Linked DNA regions of Xenopus laevis: region 2 is linked to region 1. A link is a contact called in public Hi-C data. All regions are on one chromosome and are shown on one strand. Each heading gives the region's core, a stretch centred on a gene start, on an enhancer-like site or on the middle of the called end of the contact. The rest is flanking DNA. Distances are from core to core; before and after follow the strand shown.

Evidence for each region. Hi-C and Micro-C count contacts between places; a contact is called where the count stands out from the background.
Region 2: a contact with region 1 is called in a Hi-C map of the XL177 cell line, with 2.5 times the contacts expected there. The contact joins the enhancer-like site here to the promoter of mat2a.S in region 1. A contact is called at or near these places in 3 of 4 Hi-C or Micro-C datasets (the XL177 cell line, the XTC cell line and animal cap).

Annotation. Positions count from the first base shown.
Region 1 is chr3S:27,712,920-27,715,619 of Xenopus_laevis_v10.1, reverse strand. It overlaps mat2a.S (S-adenosylmethionine synthase), which reads left to right and starts at 1,349. Exons shown (of 9, transcript XM_018255140.2): 1 at 1,349-1,532. The coding sequence starts at 1,439. It overlaps LOC121402132 (a long non-coding RNA gene), which reads right to left and starts at 1,327. Exons shown (of 2, transcript XR_005966592.1): 1 at 1,194-1,327.
Region 2 is chr3S:27,749,911-27,752,732 of Xenopus_laevis_v10.1, reverse strand. No RefSeq gene overlaps it. Among protein-coding and RNA genes, the nearest start is that of polm.S, 34 kb to the left of the region's middle. Within about 2 kb of position 1,527, at least 1 of the 7 cell types and tissues checked has an H3K27ac peak or open chromatin away from gene starts, as enhancers often do.

The DNA of each region.
Region 1 (2,700 bases), core at 100-2,599:
ATCACCTTTTAAAGGACATAATCTGGTCCAGTCCTAGACTCCTTGGGCCCTCGGATTATTGTGAATTAACCCCTATGCGTTTTCTATGCCGCAGATTCATCTTGAAGTCACTGTACAACCAGGGCAGATGTGCTCAAGCAAGGGTCAACTGTATCAGCATTTAAGATTGGTTGGATGCTAATTGTTAAGGTGGCCATAGATGCAAAGATCCGCTCGTTTGGCGCCAAACGAGCGTATCTTTCCCCGATATGCCATTAACGAGCATGGCTATATCGGGGGTGATCTGAACGTACGGGCGAGAACGATCCGATTACGATGCGCAATGGGCTCAGACGGGGTCGATCCGGTCAAAATCAAACCTGTCTGATCGACCAATCTCCGCCGGACGAAAAATTTCCGCACTCTCCACACACGATCCGAAAGGACCTGTGCGTCTATGGTGAGCTTTAGAGGGGAGCAATTTCCCCAATCCCCGAACAGGCTTATTAGCAATAAATGGAAACCATTTTGTAGAAAATATTATTAAAGATTATTTGTCCTATTGAAATCTACATTTGTCTGATTCATGCATAATTATTGTATTACTTGAATGTCTTTATTTAAAAAAAAAAAATTTAAGAGTATATGTCTGAATGTGATGCCTCCTTCCACTTTTCTTTGCTATGCATAAAGCCATTGTTCCAGTTACATAAAAAGTGTTACTGCAACATTTTTGTGATAATTTTGGCCAACACTTGGTTCTTTGTTGTCTGAATTTTACCACACACCCCCCCCCCTGTAACTGAGAGAACAGTCTTAAACTACTTCAAATGCACTCATGTTTAATATGTCGTTTTGCCATCTTTGTAAAATGCAACATATGCAGATATTTGACTCTTTTAATATAAGGGAGATTGTGAGTAAAGTGCAGAGAAACCACTGCAGGGTGAACCAGAATGTCAAGCACTTTGCAGGCAAGATACTTTCGCCTCAACCCCAAAGAGAGACTGCTGCGGCACCGCCCACTTTCTTCCGACACATTGTTTTAACTAGGACCGTACCAAAACGTACTGTAGGGCACATCTACCGACATTTCTCAGGAATTGTAAAATGTACTTCTATCTCTGTGCGTTTAGTATGTGTCAGGGTTGAAAAATAAAACATTTTCTGTCAAATAGGATCATCAATCGACATTATTTTCAAATCCCCTTTACCGTCAATCGTCCGGCCGCCCGCAGAATGGTACGGCTCATCAGACCCTGCCCACTCTCCTCAGGGGTGACGTCAGAGCGGTGGGATTGGAGGAGGCAGGGGAATGGCGGGATAGCGTCGCGCTGGGAGGCTGACGTCAACGATTGTATAAATTAAGAGCAGAGAGCCTTATTCTCTCATTCTAGCCAACGAGGACCAAGAAGAGTGGAATTGTAGAGCTGCACTACTGTCCACCTATCCATTCAGAATGAACGGCCAGTTGCTTAATGGTTTCCAGGATGATCTTATCGACGAAGGCAGCTTTCTCTTTACCTCAGAGTCAGTCGGGGAGGGGCACCCTGGTAAGTTAATGAGTCGTATTTAATCGGTGAAGAAGTGTCCGTGGTAACTGCGTGTGATAACTATAATGGCGGCATTTCGTTTCTGCCCGGGTTCCTGCGAAATGCGAGTCACGAAGAGCAACGTATCGTAGACTGAGAATACCGCCACCTTGCGTACGTACGTTTTCCTGGCGTAAGTCTCCGCATTGCAGCCATGAACACGTGGTGCGGTGTCGCTCTGGCTCCTGCTTCTTCCGCTCTATGTACTCTCCATTAAATAGAACTCTATTCGTTGCTTCTGAGCACTTCCATGACTATATAGAGTTATAAGGCTTCTGAGGTGACTTTTTATACCTTTTTAGCTTGCCTGGTCATGTGACCCGTTTTACACCGCTTAACACTTTAATCCCTGGCGCAGTTCTTATATTTTCTAGGAAATTGACTTCTGTGTTATTATTATTCAATAAAAATCCCAAACTTTGAAGAGGGGGTGGGGTTTTAACAGACTGTAAAGGGGAACTAATGAACATGAATAAATTAAAATGGAGCTGTACTATTATATTCTGGAGCCATTTTGCAGTTCAGTCTTGATTTATAATCTAATTTACTTCATTGAAACTGTCTTTTGTGACAGGGGCCTGGTGGCTAGGGATTTCTTCTGCAGCAGGGTCCCTGTGTTCAGCATTTGTGCCTCTGGATAAACAGACCCCCCCCCCCCTTTGGCAATTGAACAGGAGTGCAATAAGGTTCATACCATACAGTATCTGGCTGACCTTCTGAACTGCAGTCCTATTGCTGGATTGTCCGTTCCAGGGCTGAGTCAGCACTCCACATCTATAAATCACTCAACGCTGGAGAAATCCATCCACGAGGATTTATAACCGTGCTTTGAAATGCCACGCCCCTACGTTGGAGGGTGTGTGAGGGGCTGGCCCAATGGGACACCCTGCCTAGAGCTTTGGAAGGCCTATAGTATTTCATGGGCAGCTGCTTGGCTAAGATCTGCCTCTGCTACTCTGCCTATATTTAACCTTAAAGGGGTCACTCACCTCAAAATGCCCAGTCCAATGTTTTTTCAATTGCATTTATTTTAGTGTATAAACTGTACTTTCCCAGTGATCATTCATTAAGCCTAGTCATTGGTTCCAAACTATTATTGGCAGCTGAGAAATATTACTGCAAGTGGCTC
Region 2 (2,822 bases), core at 278-2,777, 37 kb before region 1:
TTGGTCTAACGGACTGATATCGGCAGCTTTAATCTGCCTGTGTATGACCACCTTTAAGGTGGCCATACACAATGAGATCCACTTGTTTGGCGATTTCACCAAATGAGCGGCACCAATATGCCTTGAGGTTGCCGATATCGGACCGATCCTTGTGGGTCCTAGGGCCCAACAATCTGATCATATGGGCGATTGGATCGAGGGCCCACCTTTAGACTATGTTGAAACATATTCATTCGTAGGAAAAGATCTTCAATCCCCAATCCTTTTATCATGGGGCAGAGTGTTCAAATTACAGCAGAACTAGAGAATATAGTCCCAGTATATATTGATTTTATGATTTATATTCTTATCCTTTGTGTTGGCCTATTCACCAGAGCTTTACAGTCCCTGCCCCAGTGGAGCTTGCAGTCTAAAGTCTATATCACATTCACACACACTATGGTTCATTTTATCTGGAGCCGGTTATTATCTGTTATTACTTATCTATCTGTTCATACCTTCTCCTATTCATTATTTAATGTGCCTGGTTGCTAGGGAAAGAGGCGCCACATATACAGTTTAAATTCCAAACTGAAAAGCTGCCGAACAAAAAGTTCAATAATTCAACCTCCATAATAGAAAATAAAGGGCAATTGCCCAGGGCCTACCAGAATTGGGGGTCCACCAACAGACATTTCATCTGCTATAATTTTTGACAGAAAATGTAGACTTATCATTTTAATCAGCTGGAATAGTCCAGGGAATAGTTAGGGACCCACTCACAATATACAGTACACATAGAATAGAAATGTCACAATATAAAGCTGATTAGCAATTAATACAGATAATTACTACATGGCAGTACAGAAACCAGTGCAATTAGCATCAGAATTTAACAATCAGCCCTGTAGCATCAACTTACAGTATATCACAGGCCATATTCATTTTCTGCTGGATAATTAGTGACGTCCCCTAAGCTTAGCTTCTCAACAGCTGCTCAGAGCCCACTGAGCATGTGAGTGTCACAGACACTTTCCAAGATGGTGACCCCTGTGACAAGTTTTAGTTCCTGGATCATTGCTGCTATTGAGAAGCTGAAACTTTTGGCTGGGGGATATCAAATATGGCATTTTTATCCATATTCATTTTTATGGTTTAGTTCTCCTTTAGGTTGCACCCCAGAAAGCCAGGATGCTCCAGTCTGATGCTGCTATTTTCCTTCAGGACAGTTAGCCCTCAAATTGCCAAATTGTGATGTTTTCCTCACAGGGGGCCAGTCAGTAAACTAGTTAAGGCCATGGACACAATGGCTGAAGGCTCCGCTTCTCTCAGCTGAGAGAAATGGATCAACCCCATGCCCCTGCTTCTTTGATTCATATTACATCCTCCTGCGTGCGCTCACATGCAGTAGAGCCGAACTGGAGGAGGTCAACCCAAATACGTGATAGTAGGCTTCTTCAGACCAACCTCTACTCCACTGAGCGACTTCCACAGGCAGCAGTGGCTCAGATAAGTGGAGCAGTGGCATGGAGCGGATCCGCTGCTCTCGGCCTGTGTATTTTTGCAGGCTTGGAGAAGCAGAACCTTCAGCCCATGTGCCCAATGGCCTGGAATTAGGGTTGCCACCTTTTCTGGAAAAAAATACCGGACGTCCTATATATTTATCTTTTTTCCCTATTAATAACATTGGGATCAACCATAATTTTTAACGGCTAGGCCAGGAAAATACCGGCCAGATGGCAACCCTGCCTGAAATGAGATTTGGGCAGAATGTTTATTAGCCTTCTAGAAAGTCCTGAAAAAGCACTCTGATGGTCAGTCAGGAGTGAACCTATGTGAGCTAGGTATTCCTGGAATTATAGATGAAAGGCTGATGCAACGTTTCCATGTATATGTTTCCTTGTTATAAGATAATGGAACCTGAACAAACGTTTGACCTCACGGGAGACAAACGGAAAAAGTCCAAAAACCACTGCAATAAAGCCGGTCTCTATGTAGACAGATAATGGAAAGGCAGTGAGACAATGGGGACAATGTCCTTCATTTCATGTTTGCATTTCCCCAAGAGCTGTAGAATTAGGGCACACTATGCCTAATAAATCAGTTGCAACAGAAAGATAGAATTCAATGGTGTTTCAACGTTATCTGAGTGAGTTCTGCAGTAACGACAGTTATAATGGGCTGAGTTCTTTTGTCCTCTGCTCAGGATAAGGCTGAGTCATTGTGAGATATCTGGAGACAGGGCAGGCACAATCCTTGCTGGAGGACATGGGGGAACACAAGGGGAATATATACTGTATATATACTTTGCTAGGCCTTTGTTATATATGCTCTGTCATTCCTTAACCCCTTCCTGCTTGGGCTGTAGCAGGCAATGACCAGATGACCTGGATCTCAATAAAAGCCCCCGCATCCCATGCTTAAATTACTGCCATGCAGCCGATGTTACAGCCATGCTTGTTATTCCTGTGCATAGGCCTGTCCGTAGTAACCGTGCAGGGACCATCGTACATAAATAATGGAGGCCCTGGATAGATCAGGTGAATAGTGCGGCCTGGTGAGAAAAGACAAGAGCTGAGTCATGGTGACTGGGCACAGATCCCACATATGCTCACATTAAAGAGGTAGTGGCACTAAAATTTAACACAGTGTAATATAAAAGATCATAGTGAAAATGGATGCTGATTTTCCAGGAGTCAGGGTAATAAGTAAAATAATATGTTTTTGCACACATTTATGGAAACACAATATAACATCAGCTGTAAACCCATTACCCAAAGAGCTACAAAATACAGCACATATATTTGCTCCCTTTGGGCTCTGGGCAGGGGTAAGGTGTACTG